2 separate regions of the Urocitellus parryii genome follow, and region 2 is linked to region 1. The links are chromatin contacts, called in public Hi-C maps. All regions are on one chromosome and are shown on one strand. Each heading gives the region's core, a stretch centred on a gene start, on an enhancer-like site or on the middle of the called end of the contact. The rest is flanking DNA. Distances are from core to core; before and after follow the strand shown. Region 1 holds the start of Cxcr6 (C-X-C motif chemokine receptor 6). Region 2 holds the start of LOC113183580 (C-C chemokine receptor type 5).

Region 1 (6,905 bases), core at 887-3,386:
GTGTAGAAGTTAATCGTGTATATGCCCCGGAGGATCTTGCACATGACCTGGCCGAAGACCCACTCATGGAAGCCTGCGTAGGCCCAGAAGGGCAGAGTGCAGACAAACACTAGGTCAGCCAGGGGCAGGTTCACCAAGAATACATCTGTCAGGCTCTTCAGCTTCTGGTAGAAAATGTACACGACCAGCACCAGGGAGTTCCCCACCAGGCCAGAGATGAACACTGCCGCATACACACAGGGCAGGAAGATCTTTCTGAACTGCAGGAAGCCCTCGTGCACCTTGTTACTGTCGCTGGAGGTGTTGAAGAGCATGGGATCTGAGTAATCGTACTCCTCCATGGCATCTGCTCTGAGGTTCTCCTGTGAGTGAAAACCCAGGAATTATATTTGGAACTGAGAGTGGCACTCCTGTCTTACCACTGCCCCCTGTAGGTACAAGTAGGCATCACCCCCTAGTGTTCTGCCTGGTAACAGCAAAGTCAAGCATACTGCAGGTGACCAGTTCCTAGGGGAAGCTGTTCAGACCAGATGAGGAACACTTTGTTAACCCTAGAATTCTCAGGATCTCACCCAGCTAGTCCCCACACACATCCCATAAAACCCTTCCCTCAGTGGTTTCAAAAACAAAATCCACCATGCATTCCAGTAGGTACAGTCCCCTTTGCTCCACACGAGGGGGCCTGTCCTCATCCACCCAGGCCTCACAGCAGCTGTCTGCCCATCCTCTGCCCCATTTGCGAAATTTCTGAAGCTCAAGTAAGTGAGGTTCTCCTGTCAGGAAACTTCTGGTGACCAGAGATGTTTGGGGATGACAAGGACTTCTGTCAGGGTGGGAAGTCCTTCCTGCTTACATCTCCTTAAAAGGGTGACAGGTGGAAAAGGAAGGCACTGGAAAAGCTCACATTGCCCAGTACCTTGGCTGAGCTGGCTTCATGACCAGAGAGTTGGGTGGCTGTCCTCACTCTCCATCCAGATTTTCCCCATAGCATCTGTCACAGTTCATGACAGCCACCATCAGAGACCTTTCCTGAAGACTTTTTAATCTTTAGGAATCTCTTTAAAGGCGGATTTCCCCGGGAAGGGCCATGCCTTAGTGTCTAGGATTAGTATTTTGGGTCTTCTTTCACAAATGGAAGACCCAATTGAAATGGGCGCCAGCTGGGTGACCCTAGCAGTGAGACTTTCTTGCTTGGGGCTCCTTGCGGACAACGCACTCACTTCCATCTGACCCTTGTTTGCCCTGTGGCCCTGCTAAGGACATGAGTGATGTAACCTGTGGTTGGGCTAAAGAATGCCAGGCCAGCCTAGCCACTTTAGCCCTTTAGCCCTTGCCAGCTCATTCCAGTGACCCAGGTTCATAACCCTCCAGCTCCTCCAGAAGATGTCTTAAGAAGAGCAGGTATTTAGACAGAGCCCCTTGCAGGGTTCAGCACATTCAAAAACCCGAGAGGCCAGATGACAGCATATAAAGGTGAGGCCATCTCCCCTCTTTAATCCAGTGGAGATACTTCTTTTCCTACAAACAATTGAGTCCGATTGGAAGCAGCGCACCCTGGTGCTCCTGTGGACTCTATCTTTCCTGGGGCCAGAAGTGCCTTTTCCCCACTTCAAAGGACAGCATTGCTCAGTAAATAGTCCCCATACTTAGACCACAGAAGGTCAGATCTCTAAGGATGATAGGTGAACCAGTAGGTATCCTGCCAAAAAGCTTTCTCGAGTACTAACTTAAGTAGGTCAGATGGTGATCTGTATGTGTTATTACTTCATTGGGGACAATAACTTTTTTTTTATTCATTTAAAGTAAGAAACAGACAGCTCTCCTTATCTTGAGGGTATGGTCCAACTCCTTATTACATAATTTATTCTTGTCTTCTTTTATCCTCTTCCAGCTTTTGCTGGATCTTTACACTGGCACTACACATTTACCCAAAGGACCTGTACAAATATCTGTGGAATAATTGGTAAACTTAAGTATAATGCTGGCAGATGGGGACTGGACAGCTCTGTGCAGATAGAATATTAAAAATCACTGCCCCTAGAGGAAAAATCACAAGCATCCATTTCTTTATCTTCTGTAATCAAAATCTTATGTTGATTTCTGAAAATTAAAGTATCTTGGTAATAATGTAAAAAGACTGGTAATAAATAAATGATCATTACAATTCAGACATAGGATATGACCAAAATGTTTTAAAAGTACCTTCAATTGTTTGGGGAAAAAATGCATTTACATGATTGGAACAGTGTAAACACAAAGTAAATATGAAAAAGTTATTTGTTAATATGAAAAATTTATTAGTTAAAATGAAAAAAATTATTAGCTATAACTGTTACAACAAATAGGTGGCAAAAAATAATTTTATTCTGATTCTTCGCCTTTTTTATTCATAAACCCCTTTAAAATTGCAGGGAAGCTATAGATCTTTTCTCAGAAATAATATATACACACACCTGCAATTCTAGAAGTTCGTGAGCCCCATATTTTGTGGACCCTTGATTGATAATCTATGATAGGTGATAAACTTTATAATTGTGATTTTTATTTTTTTAAATTGAAAAATAACCACATTTTATCATCAGTTTCCCTCCAGCTGGTAAAATTGTGAATAACTTAGTTCCTCTCATCCTTTATATTTTTCTATAGTAGCCAAAGTTTCTACAGTGGCATATTGTTTTATACTGAAAAAAGAAAACAAACAGTAATCTGGAATAATAGCTTGTTTTATAAAATGCAAAAGAAATGAAAGGAAGACAGATTATTCAGTGAACAAATATGGACAGTAACAAGACTCTCTTTACCTCCCTGGTGTCTGTTTACACCAGTCCGAGCAGTCCTCTCAGCTTATGGGCACCTACTGTGTGCCCAGAACCAAGAGTCAGTAGTTTCACATTTCTCTAATTTAATCCTCAAAGCAGCAAACGGCATCAGTGGAATGAGAACCAAGCACAGATGAACCCCGTAGCCTGGCCATTTTGCTCTGTGCCCTGCTGCAGGCAGTAGTCTGAGAACCCCAACCTGCCTAAGGTTAACCCCCTTCTCACTATAAAGAAAAAGACAAATGACTCACCAGCACAAGTGCCCTGTCAGTTTGTTCTAGAGATGAGCTTGCTCACCAAGCAAGATCTGCCTCTACTCCTCCGTGATGTGGTCTGTGTTTCCGTTGCACATTTAAGCACTCTTGGCTGGTAATTTAGAGTTCCTCCCCTACCTCCATCCTACAGGTCAAAATATACATGGCCAGCCTGCACATGTAATTTGGGGGTCAAAGATAAACACGACTCTGATGCCTCACACCCCTCTCTTCCTGTTTTGACACTCAAGCTTTCACCAGGACCTGAGGGTCAGGTATTTGTAAACCAAAGGCAAGCAGTTAAGTTTGGCTGTGTCAGTCCACTAAAGAGGGTGATGTTTGTCCCTTCACATTATTTCATTCCCTAACCACACATCTCTTTGGAACAGTTTGGGTCAGGACCAAAGTTAAGTTCATGCTGTGGGCTCATCTGTATGTGTACACAGAGCTCCAACCAGCAGCCCTGTAGAGTGGTATTATCCCCATTTTTAAAATTGCTGTTTGTTCTAATTAGTTATACATGACAGAAGAGTGCATTTGGATTTATTGTACACAAATGGAGCACAGCTTTTCATTTCTCTGGTTGTACATGATGTAGAGTCACTCCATTCATACAATCATACACAAATCTTGGGTAATGATAATAGGCAAAAACGCTATATAAAGCGAAACTGGAACCAAAATTGTAGCCCCCGGTACACATGGCTAGTAACTGGTAATTCAAAGAGCCAAACTCAGGTTTCAGTGAATGCTTAACCAGTGGCCCAGAGCTGTTAGGGTGCCACTGCCAGGATCCAGGGGTGAGGCATTACTGCTCTTGGGAGGAGAGGTTAGCTGTAAAGCTCTGGTGGGTGGCAAGGGCTGTGGAGGATGAGTTCATGGCTAAGACTTCTGGCTGGTGACTCTGCCAGAATGCCTGGTACAGCCCTGTCTCAACCACAACACACAGGCCCCCTGGCAGGCAGTGCTCATCCACCAAGCTAACCTGCATGACCTCGCTGGTTTCATGGGGCTACCCTCTCCACACCTGGAGTCCCCCAGATGTTAGCATCTTGACCTCAGCACAGCTGGAGTTCATTCCCGTGATCCAGCATTACTGACCCTTTTAGGAAATCACACCTGGAAGACAGGAATGGAAGGAATATCTTCCTGGGTCTCATTCTCCACCAGCTCCAGGGGGTGAAGGCAGTAGGAAGAGGTGTGGGCTCCCTTTCTGCCACCCCACAAGATTGGTGCTGTCCTGCCCAGCAAAACTGGTGGCTCTTCCTGAGGGTGGATGTCAGGAATTGGAAGTAGAGACCAGTAGCAACCTCAGGATTCAGAAACTAACATCAATTTACTGTGAACCAGTAAAATTGTGCACTGTGCTGGATGTTTCCCTTGAACAACTGTCTAATCCTAGTCACTTCCTAATCATTTACAGATGAATAAATGGAAGATTAGAGTTAACAAGAACATACATGTCCCTAAGAATCACCTAGCCTGTGCTTCTTAACCTGATCTTTCTGAGTATGAAACTGTCCCAGGGAGCCCCAGTTAAAGATCTGCAGACCTCTAGTTGGGTTTTCAGGCCTTGTATGAATTAACTAGTTCAAATTGTCCTTTCCACCAAAGTACAAATGAATGAGTGAAATGTTCTTTCAGGGTAAGAACCAAGAGGCCATGTGAATGCAGGGAACAGTGGACAAATGAATAAATGAAAGTGCTGAGCCAAATACTGCAGGGGAGATGAACCAAAGCCCCCATCTTTCCAAAAGGACTTTTAGGGCAGGATAGCCTTTAGAGTAAGACTGCCTAACGCTGGAATCTTTAAGCTGTGAGAGATTAGTTTTTTCCAGGGACAAGTCAGCTATGCCAGGGTGGTGTTAGAATGACCAGAGCCTTGTCAAACCTGTTTGGCTGCCTGTGCTCATGAGAGAATCACTCATGTCATGGGGAAGAATGGAGGCCTGTCCCCAGTGCCCTCCATGATCATGCATGCATGCCCACAAGTGTTTGGTGGGGGGCACATATATTTGAGAAAGCATGGCACATTGTCATGACCACCCTGTAATGGCAAGTTCTGGGTAGCATAGAAGACCTGCAACTAAAAAAGAACCAAGCTACTCGCAGTCTGAGGGCCAAAGTTTAGTTCAAAACCACTTTACAAAATGCCTTTTATTATTTGCAGTACTGATTGTACCAAGGACATTACTTTTCTCTGAAACAAACCTCTCAACTTGAGGGTTAGTACCCAGTCGTATACATCTTAGATTTACCATGAATTATTGAACATCTTCTAAGTTTAATTGGAGGGAGAATAAAAGGGAAGTGACAGACATCCCTGCTGCAGATTTAACTCTGTTAACTTGCTCACTTCTTCAGGAGAGCTGACATTCTCAAGTCAGAGCTGTGGGGTGCCACTGCCAGAATCCAGGGGTGAGGCATTACTGCTCTTGGGAGGAGAGTCTAGCTATAAAGCACTGGTGGCTGGCAGGGCTGTGGAGGATGAGTTCATGGCTAAGATCCCCAGACTGGTGCCTTGCTCAGTGGCATCTGGCACTGGTCATGAGGATGGGCTGCAGGTTTGCATGTTGTGGTCAGACCATAGGCACCAAATCATCAGGACTCGAGATACTAAAAGTGTTCTTTTGGTTTTTAAGCAAAAAAGGAAGCCAGTGACTAAATGGAAAACTACTAGGAATTTTCTTTATAATGAAACTGACGAAATAATTTAATAAGACAGTAGTAGTAAAATAAATTTAATAGAAAAATATAAAAAAGTGCCCCACATCCCAGAGTGTGGTTCAAGCCAGCCTTCCACACCGGCACTAGTCAGCATAGCTGTCTGCCATCATGGACATGCCCTCTACTGCACTGTCCAATGCAGTGGCCACCAGCCGTGGGGTGATAGGGTGCTCAACGAGTGGCTAGTGCAGCCTAGGAACCAAGTTTTTCATTTTCTTTGGTTCTGATGAGCGTAACTACTGGCTGCTCTATTGGACAGTGCAGAGCTGGCCTGAAGACCTCTCCAGTTCACAGGTGACTGTTCACAGAGGGAGGCAACCAGAGGGACTGGAAGAGTGTGCAGAATCGGGCAGAGCAACACTCCTAACCATGCAGGGCTCAGCAGGACAGAGGGCAATTGATGGAGCCCTCTGAGGAAGATCATCAGCAAGACCTCTGGGGCTGCTGGGTGTTCCTTAGCCAGACTGTGAACAGGCAGAAATTCTGCTTTCCAGGCTGTGTGAAGGGTTGAAATTGTATAGTAATTCAATAAAAAACAGGCGGAGGCATTTTGATTTGTGACAGATTCCAGCAGGAGGGACCCCACCATGACACCTCACCCCAGAGAGGTGGCCTCTTGGACCGCATTGCATTGTGGGGGCAGTCTCAGCTCCTGCCTTGTGTGAACTCTCCACTTGATTCCTAGTGGGTTCTAAAGGGAAACCTTGGTTGCATCCCCCCTTGAGAGCATTTGGTGTAGGAGAAAAACCTTATGCTGAGGCACATTACACAGGCATTTATTGAGCTCAGGCTCTTTGTGCAGCAAGTTGCACAGGAATACCAGCTGACCACCCCCAGAGAGATGAGCAAGTCATTAGACTGCTGTGCATGTGCCAGAGAGGAAACTCAGCAGGAAATGGTGGCATGTTATCAGCAGTAGGAAGCCACCATATCTTACAGGAAGCCCCACAGCAAGGGGAGAAGGAAGGACTTGCGAGCAGTTAAGTCCATCCGGCTTCTTTTCTAAAAAACCAGCTCAACAGTAAGAAAAGCAAATGGCTATAGTAGGAGATAGGGCGCCCTCTAGTGATGTTACATGTTCACCATCCTCAAACTTGATCCATTG
Region 2 (7,388 bases), core at 4,793-7,292, 260 kb before region 1:
TGTATCCAAGTCAACAGAACAGTTAGAGTCACAAACCATACATCACGGTGAGGCGGTCATGGATGTGATCACTGGTCATTGAGTTTTAAGGCTTCGTCAATGTGTGCAGCTGAGGAACACGTTAGGATCTTCGTTAGTGCACACAGAGAAAAGCTCAATTACTTTCTGATATGATTCATCCAGTTCTTCCCAAAGCTGCATAGTATGCCTCAGTCACTTTCATCAAAAGTTTAATCAGTCATATTTTCAACCAATGGTAGAGAGACTCCTACATCACGGATTTCAATTGTTTTTCAAAATCACCTTTAATTACAACATTTGAAGACTTCATGTCTCCATGAAGCAGTTCCCCCCCCCCCCCTCGGTGCAGACACTTTAGCCCTCTCCTCTTGCCATGTTCAAAGCAACTTTTAAAATGAGAGCTGCTGGGAGAGCATCTTGGCAGTCTTTATTGCACTCTCCTGTGAAATCATTTAGAGAGTTTTCACCTGCATACTCCACAGCAAGACACAGACTGCCATCGCTGGCTTCAGGAAAAGCGCGATCACCTACGATGTTTGGATGATGAAAGCTTTTCAAAATCTTAGCCTCCTCAGTTAGTCTCTTTTGATATATACTCTGATAATCATCTTTGCACATGGGATTATTCCTTTTCATAGCCCGAGCAGAATGGGACCAACCTCTGGGAGATCAGATTTCCTTTTTTCAGATCATTGACTCGGCGTCTTGATCAATTCCTTCCCTTGTAACAACCACTCTAGGTCATGTGGTTCTCGGACATTATTACCCTATGTGCATATATAACTATATGACCAGTGAGATTCTACATCAGGTACAACCACAAGGATGAGAAATTACACTCCATTTTGTATGATGTATCAAAGTGCATTCTACTGTCATTTATAACTGATTAAAACAAATAAAAAATACAGTTATATTAAGAAGGTGGTTTTTATTAGAGGCATATTTTCTTCCAAGGAGTTTGGAAGAAACTACATTTGGAAACAAATTGTAGGTGTCATTTCCCCCCTTTGCCTATGGATAGGTAAAGAGATTGGATGAATCTTGGACCCTCAGTGATGTCAGATGTTTGGACTGACTTGGGGTGAGGGGTGTAGCTCCACATGCACTTTCAATGACCTTCAGAACAAAGGAAAGACATTTCCATTTGTTCATTTCCTGCTGACAGCCACATGCCCTAGTTTCACATTCAGAAGCTTGAGAAAAACCAGTAGCACTTCTTATCATTCTGACCCTTTAATCCCCTGAGTGATTCTTACCCACTTATGTTTCCTTACTGTAGCCTTCGCTGTGATTGTCTTAACAACTCTGAAGTTCAAACCACCCCAGGGATGTGAAAACAAAAACAAAAACAAAAACAAAAATCTCAACCCTCCCTTGAAGTGAATTCCTCCCTAAGTGTTTGGGTATAGTTCTTCTGGAGGCTTCTGCAAAAAGTATCCAGCACCCCCCACACTTGGCCTGAAACATGGAAGTTAGTAAATTGTTCTTTTGTGGCTTCTGAAACCCAGGGCAACTTGTTTCCAAATGTATGTGTTACTTTCCCCCTTTGCATATTGATAGGTAAATCCAGAGAGCTCCCTCTTCTGAGCAGACAGAATCTTGGGCAAGAGAGCTTCCCCTTACTTCTCTGGGCCTTCTTGTGTAAGATGATAACACTCTGGATGTTTTGTTTGTTTGTTTGTTGTTTTGGGGGGTGTTGTGGAAGGAACCTGGGGCTTCATGCCTGCCAGGCAAGGGCTCAACCACTGACCTACATGAGCAATCCTCACCTAGAACTCCCGTGTGATCCACAATGTGTTTGTAGACCTCAGCTCAGGTATTCACAAATCTAGTGTTTCTGAGCCTCGTGGAAGGACCCCCATGATCCGAGCTGGGACGAGGAGGACAGCTCTGCAGACAGGAGCCTTCAGTGAAGACAGCCTGGAGCCCCTCTGGAGAAGGCGAGATTCGACTCAGAAAATGGGACTCATCCTCTGATGCCCAAGCCCCTTCTTCTTTACCTAACCCTTCTCCCTTCGTTTTTGGTGTCTCTTCAAGGCCTTCTCGGATGGGCTTGAAGCCTCAGGGTCCTCCCCGACTCCTCTTTGCCATCCCACCTCCAATTCAAAATTCATACATGTTCTGCTAACTTTATACCCTAAATCCCGCACTAAGCTTCTCTCCCTCCATGGCGGCGGGGCCTGATCCTTGGTGGAAGCCATTCCCCTCCCACCTTACTGCTGTTGGTCTTCAGGCCCTAAATGCTCACCTTTCCAGGCCATCCATGGCCATGAAATAAGTCTTCTGCCTCAAGACAGTCCAGGGAGCTCTGCTCTGCTCACGACTCTGATAGAGCAGTGGTGTCAAGCTCCTTGTGATCCGACTCTGTCCTTCCTCCCCAGGGTCTCTCCCAACCAACCCAGTGTCTTCGTACAGCCAAGCTTTGCACACACAATCCTGCAGCCTGGAGCACAAGCTTTGCACACACAGTTCTGCAGCCTGAAGCACGGGTTTCAGCCTCTCCACCGACTGATGATCCAACTCAAATTCCTTCTCATGAAGAAGTGTTCTCATGCCAGTCATGGTGGTGCACGCCTTTCATCCCAGTGGCGCAGAAGGCTGAAGCAGGAGGATGGCAAGTTCAAAGCCAGCCTCAGCAAAAGTGAGGTGCTAAGCAACTCAGTGAGACCCTGTCTCTAAATGAGATACAAAAATAGAGCTGGCGATGTGGCTCAGTGGTCGAGTGCCCCTGGGTGCAATCCCCAGTATCCCTCCCCTAACCCCCCCCCCCAAAAAAAAAAAAGAAGCATTCTCAGCTGTTCTAGACCACGGGGTGCTTAACTGTTTCTGAAAGTCTATGAAACTTTCTAGAGAAATCACACAAGGAAGATACCATTTCTTAACTGATCACATCTTTATCTTTCCTTCTCATCACCAAAGATCTATTTTCAACACATTTACAATCTGTATGTTGCCTTGCACAAGCTAGGAACCTGAACAAAACGCTTCTTGATTTTTTTTTTTCAGATACACTGAAGAATCAGCAGTTCTCTGAGGACTGCTTTTATATAGGCAACTTTTTCAGTGAAAGAAGAGTTTGCCAATAACCTAATAAAAGTGGTAGGGAGATGAGAAGGTTGCTATTTCATCAACATATTTGGATTCAGCTTAGAAAGCTGATGGGCTTAAAAGATCCAATATACTTAAAAGAGATGTCAAATAGGGGGCGAATCTTGGACTCTCTGAGACAGTAACTTCTTTTTTTAAAAGAATCACTCCCACCCCCCCCCCCAGGCTGTGTATGAAAACTAAGTCACAGACACAATGCAGTCCAGGTCGTAGGCCAGCTTGAGTCCAGCTCATAAGCCAACTGAGATATCCTGCTCCCCAGTAGATCGGGTATAAACTGAGCTTACGCGCTCAGGGACTTCCTTTTGGAAGTTGGGACAGAGTTTGCAAAAGTGCTTGGCGATGTGTTTCTGAAAGAACACCGAGAGATACCTTCTGAACTTCTCCCCGACGAAGGCGTAGATGACAGGGTTGATGCAACAGTGCGTCATCCCGAGAGTCTCTGTCACCTGCATGGCTTGGTCCAGTCTGTTAGAACTATCGCAGTTATTCAGGCCAAAGAATTCCTGGAAGGTGGTCAGGAGGAGGACGATGTTGTAGGGAGCCCAGAAAAGAAAGTAGACGATCATGATGGTGAAGATGAGCCTCACAGCCTTGTGTCTCTTCTCGCTCCGACATCGAAGCAGGGTTCTCAGGATCCCCGAGTAGCAGATGACCATGATGAGCAGGGGCAGCACCAGGCCTAAGGTGACCATCTTTAATGTCTGGAATTTCTTCCAGAAATGATATTGACTGGCTGGAAAATGAAGGCTGCAGGTATGACGGGAAGCTTCTTTTTGAGATTTGGTAAAGATCACTCCTGGGAGAGAGGCCAGCACGGCCGCTACCCAGGTGATCCCACTTGTCACCAACCCGAAGGTGACTGTCCTGGCCTTGAGAGCAAACACAGCGTGGACGATGGCCAGGTATCTGTCTATGGTCAGAAGGATGATGAAGAAGATTCCAGAGAAGAAGCCTATGTAATAGACCGCTGTCAAAATCTGACACATTGCATTTCCAAAGTCCCACTGGGCGGCGGCATAGTGAGCCCAGAACGGGAGGGTAAGAAGGAAAAGCAGGTCGGAGATGGCCAAGTTGAGCAAGTAGATGTCAGTCATGCTCTTCAGCCTTTTGCAGTTGATCAGGATGAGAACTACCAGCAGGTTTCCCACGACACCAAAGATGAACACCAGAGAGTAGAGCGGGGGCAGGAGCCTGGCTGCAATTTGCCTCACGTCAATTTTAACGCAGGGTTCTGACGTCTCGTAATCGATGTAAGAGCTGGGACTTGACACTTGATAATCCATCTTGTTTGATCCTGTGGATAGACAGAAAGTGATACTTCATGAAGCTGAGTGTAGTTAGTGGTCTGTTCTGAGTGCACACTCTCTTATACTTGAACAGGTCTTTTCCTTGGATGCATAGATTTCTACATTGAACGGAAGGAACTTCCTTCTTGTTTCCAAACAATCCACTTTTCTGGGAAGGTAAGTTTTGCTGCTATCCTCCCTACTCACCAGATGGAGCTGAAATTCACACAAGCACCATCTCATCAAGGAAAAGTTTGCTTTCTATGGCAATGTGTGGTGAATGTAGCGAGGATAGCAATTTTGAGAAACGGAATCAGGCACAGTTTTAACTCACTGTTTTATAATCTATATGGAACTGACTGCTCCCCAGAGTTATTTAACTCACGAAAAACACACACCACCAGTGAGCCAGTAAGGATCACCAGGTCCCCAGGTATATACTTGAGGCCAATCACCATGCTGAGCTTCATACCCATTTGTTAATTTAATCCTCTGGGTGACATTATGAGGCAGGTAATATTGTTTGCATTTTGCAGACAGGACCCCCCGAAGCACAGGAAGAATGAGTAACTTGCCCAAAGCCACACAGCAAGGAAGGAACTGCACTACAACCACTATGTCACCCAACCACCATGCTACCTACCTTCTTGGCAAAAGAATTAAAGAACCGGACCCTCCACTGGTGACCCATTGTCAGAGTAGAATGGGTTGATGCCCAAGTTCCCAAGAAGGTGACAGAAGCCAACACCAGTCATCAAACCAAGCTGCCATCCTAACAGTTTTCTCTGGAGTTTGTGTTGGTTAGTTTCTGAGTTGTCACATCTAAGAGCTGTCATACCAACACAAAGAAATGACCCGAAAGAAAACACTTCATCTACTTCCAAAGGTGGATGTCCTCGGTTCGAGGCAGTTTGGCTTTACAACCAGCTGGCTTGGCCAGTGTGTTCAAATAATTCCACCCCTTGAGCTGAAAATCCTCTCTAATTAATCCTGGTTCCTCAGGGACTCCCTGGACCCCACATGAGGTGGCTTAAAGAAACACCCAGAGAAATCTCACTTTAACTCTGAGCCGGAAAAGGAATCGTCTCCTAAATGGAACTGACCCACTCGAAGGAAACTTTATTTGATATTTGTAATTTGATATTAAATTGGAAAAATTTTGAGGCTTCCCTTTTTGGGGGAGGTGGGGTGGGGTAGTACGGGATTTAGCTTCGGGGCGGGGGGGGGGCACATGCTCAATGGCACCCACAGGAGTAGTTTCAGTTCTCCTTAACTCAGGAGAGTCCCTGCTGAGATTTCAACAGATTCCTGTCTTGGGAAGTCTTTCTTTTTCAGAGGTGAGGATTTACTTGTTTTAAAAGTAATATTACTCCCTCTTCAGTCTTTCATTCATAATAGTGTTTTTGTATCTTTGATGCTATCTTCCTCTGGCCCTTGTCCTACATCCCAATTCTTTCCTTCTATTAAAGATCATATTTTAAGATAGTTCTCTGGGCACCTGGTGCTGCCAGATGTCTTCTCTGCGTTTCCTGTCAAGGTTTTACTCATCACAGAAGCTGAGCTAAGAGACCAAGAGGCTGAGAGATGACTTACCAGAGTTTCTTGTAGGGGGAAACGGATGTCTCAGCTCCTCTGGCTAACTGAGCTGTGCAAATTGAGTATACAGCCAGTTTAGAAGTAGGAAATGCACAGTTTCTCTTAAAGGGGGGCGGAGATTAATGAATAAGTGTATTGCAGGGGAAAAGAAGCAGAGAACAGTTCTTCTTGTTCTTCTTCTTCTTTTTTTTTTTCCTTTTAAGTTTCATTTAAAATAGACTACAGAAAAGAGCTCTGGCTTTATTTATTTGCCAGCTTCTCCCATTCCATGATTTATTTCACTTTTGTTCTCTGCTCATCCCACTACCCAGAGTCTGTTAGGAACCAGAAAGAATTAGGGATATTAGAGCTAGAGGTAGACATAGCCATCTAATCAAAAGCCCATGGTTTGAATAAAAGAAATTGGTGTTCAAGAAGCAAATGATTTACAGAAGACCACAGGGCCTTGCTGTGGTAAGGCTGAATGGATGAGAAAGCCGGACTCTTTTAATAGTTGCTCCCGATTAAAGCCAACTTTATATATATATTTTTCAAAGGGGAACCCTACTTTTTTACATGTGCCCCCTTTTGCCCACTCTCGTTCCATCCTCTGTCCCACCATAGCTCACTCACATGGGCTCACCACCCTGTTTTTCTTTGTAAACTAAAATAGCTGGTTGTCTAGAGGGTCTTAACCATAGGTTCACCTGGGAACAAGACACCTTTCCCATCTTTCTCTGAGTATCCCATGGCGCATATCCTCATGCATTCCTGTGCATGACCCTCCAATCCAGGGAGCAGTTATGATTGCCCGCACCCAGGCAGATTGACAGGTGGCTGAGTTCCTCACACAAGGACGTAATTTATTTGGAGAGAAATGAATGTGGTCATGTCCAGGATTCTATGCTGACACTGGGTACAGTCCTGTCAAGATCTCTTGGTGAGACTCAAGAGCACTCCTGGGCTTCCATTACTTCAGAGATGAAATAAGAAGCTATGGCTCATGATCCACAAGAAGGCCAAGGAGACTCCAAAAAGCAAAATCATAAGCTCCCAAACCTGTGGAGGTAGCCTAGTACCCAGACTGAGCAAGTGGCCCCTGGGGTCCGACGGTCAAGCTTGAAGCCCGACTCTACTCTCAGCGTTCTCCTCTGTGTAGTGGGCTGAATAAGAGGAGCCCTTCAGTGGGTTTGTTGGAAAGATTATATGAGGCACCCACAGCACGCATTTACCATATACCAAACTCACGATGAACACCGAGTTCTTAGATACTCCTTCAGGGATCCATTCTTGGAGTTTATTTTATAAGTAAATTTTGAGAACATTTGTTTTTCCCTAATAAAATGAGTTTCCTGGAGACTGTGCCTGGAGCAGATTAGTATCAGCAAACTA

The links. Hi-C and Micro-C count contacts between places; a contact is called where the count stands out from the background.
Region 2: a contact with region 1 is called in a Hi-C map of muscle, with 4 times the contacts expected there. The contact joins the promoter of LOC113183580 here to the promoter of Cxcr6 in region 1. A contact is called at or near these places in 2 of 2 Hi-C or Micro-C datasets (liver and muscle).

The regions. Positions count from the first base shown.
Region 1 is chr3:201,247,450-201,254,354 of mUroPar1.hap1, reverse strand. It overlaps Cxcr6 (C-X-C motif chemokine receptor 6), which reads right to left and starts at 2,136. Exons shown (of 1, transcript XM_026390084.2): 1 at 1-2,136. The coding sequence starts at 341. All of the region lies in intron 14 of Fyco1 (FYVE and coiled-coil domain autophagy adaptor 1), which reads left to right.
Region 2 is chr3:201,510,293-201,517,680 of mUroPar1.hap1, reverse strand. It overlaps LOC113183580 (C-C chemokine receptor type 5), which reads right to left and starts at 6,042. Exons shown (of 2, transcript XM_026389897.2): 1 at 6,015-6,042; 2 at 3,316-4,429. The coding sequence starts at 4,418. The coding sequence ends at 3,363. It also overlaps the pseudogene LOC113183532.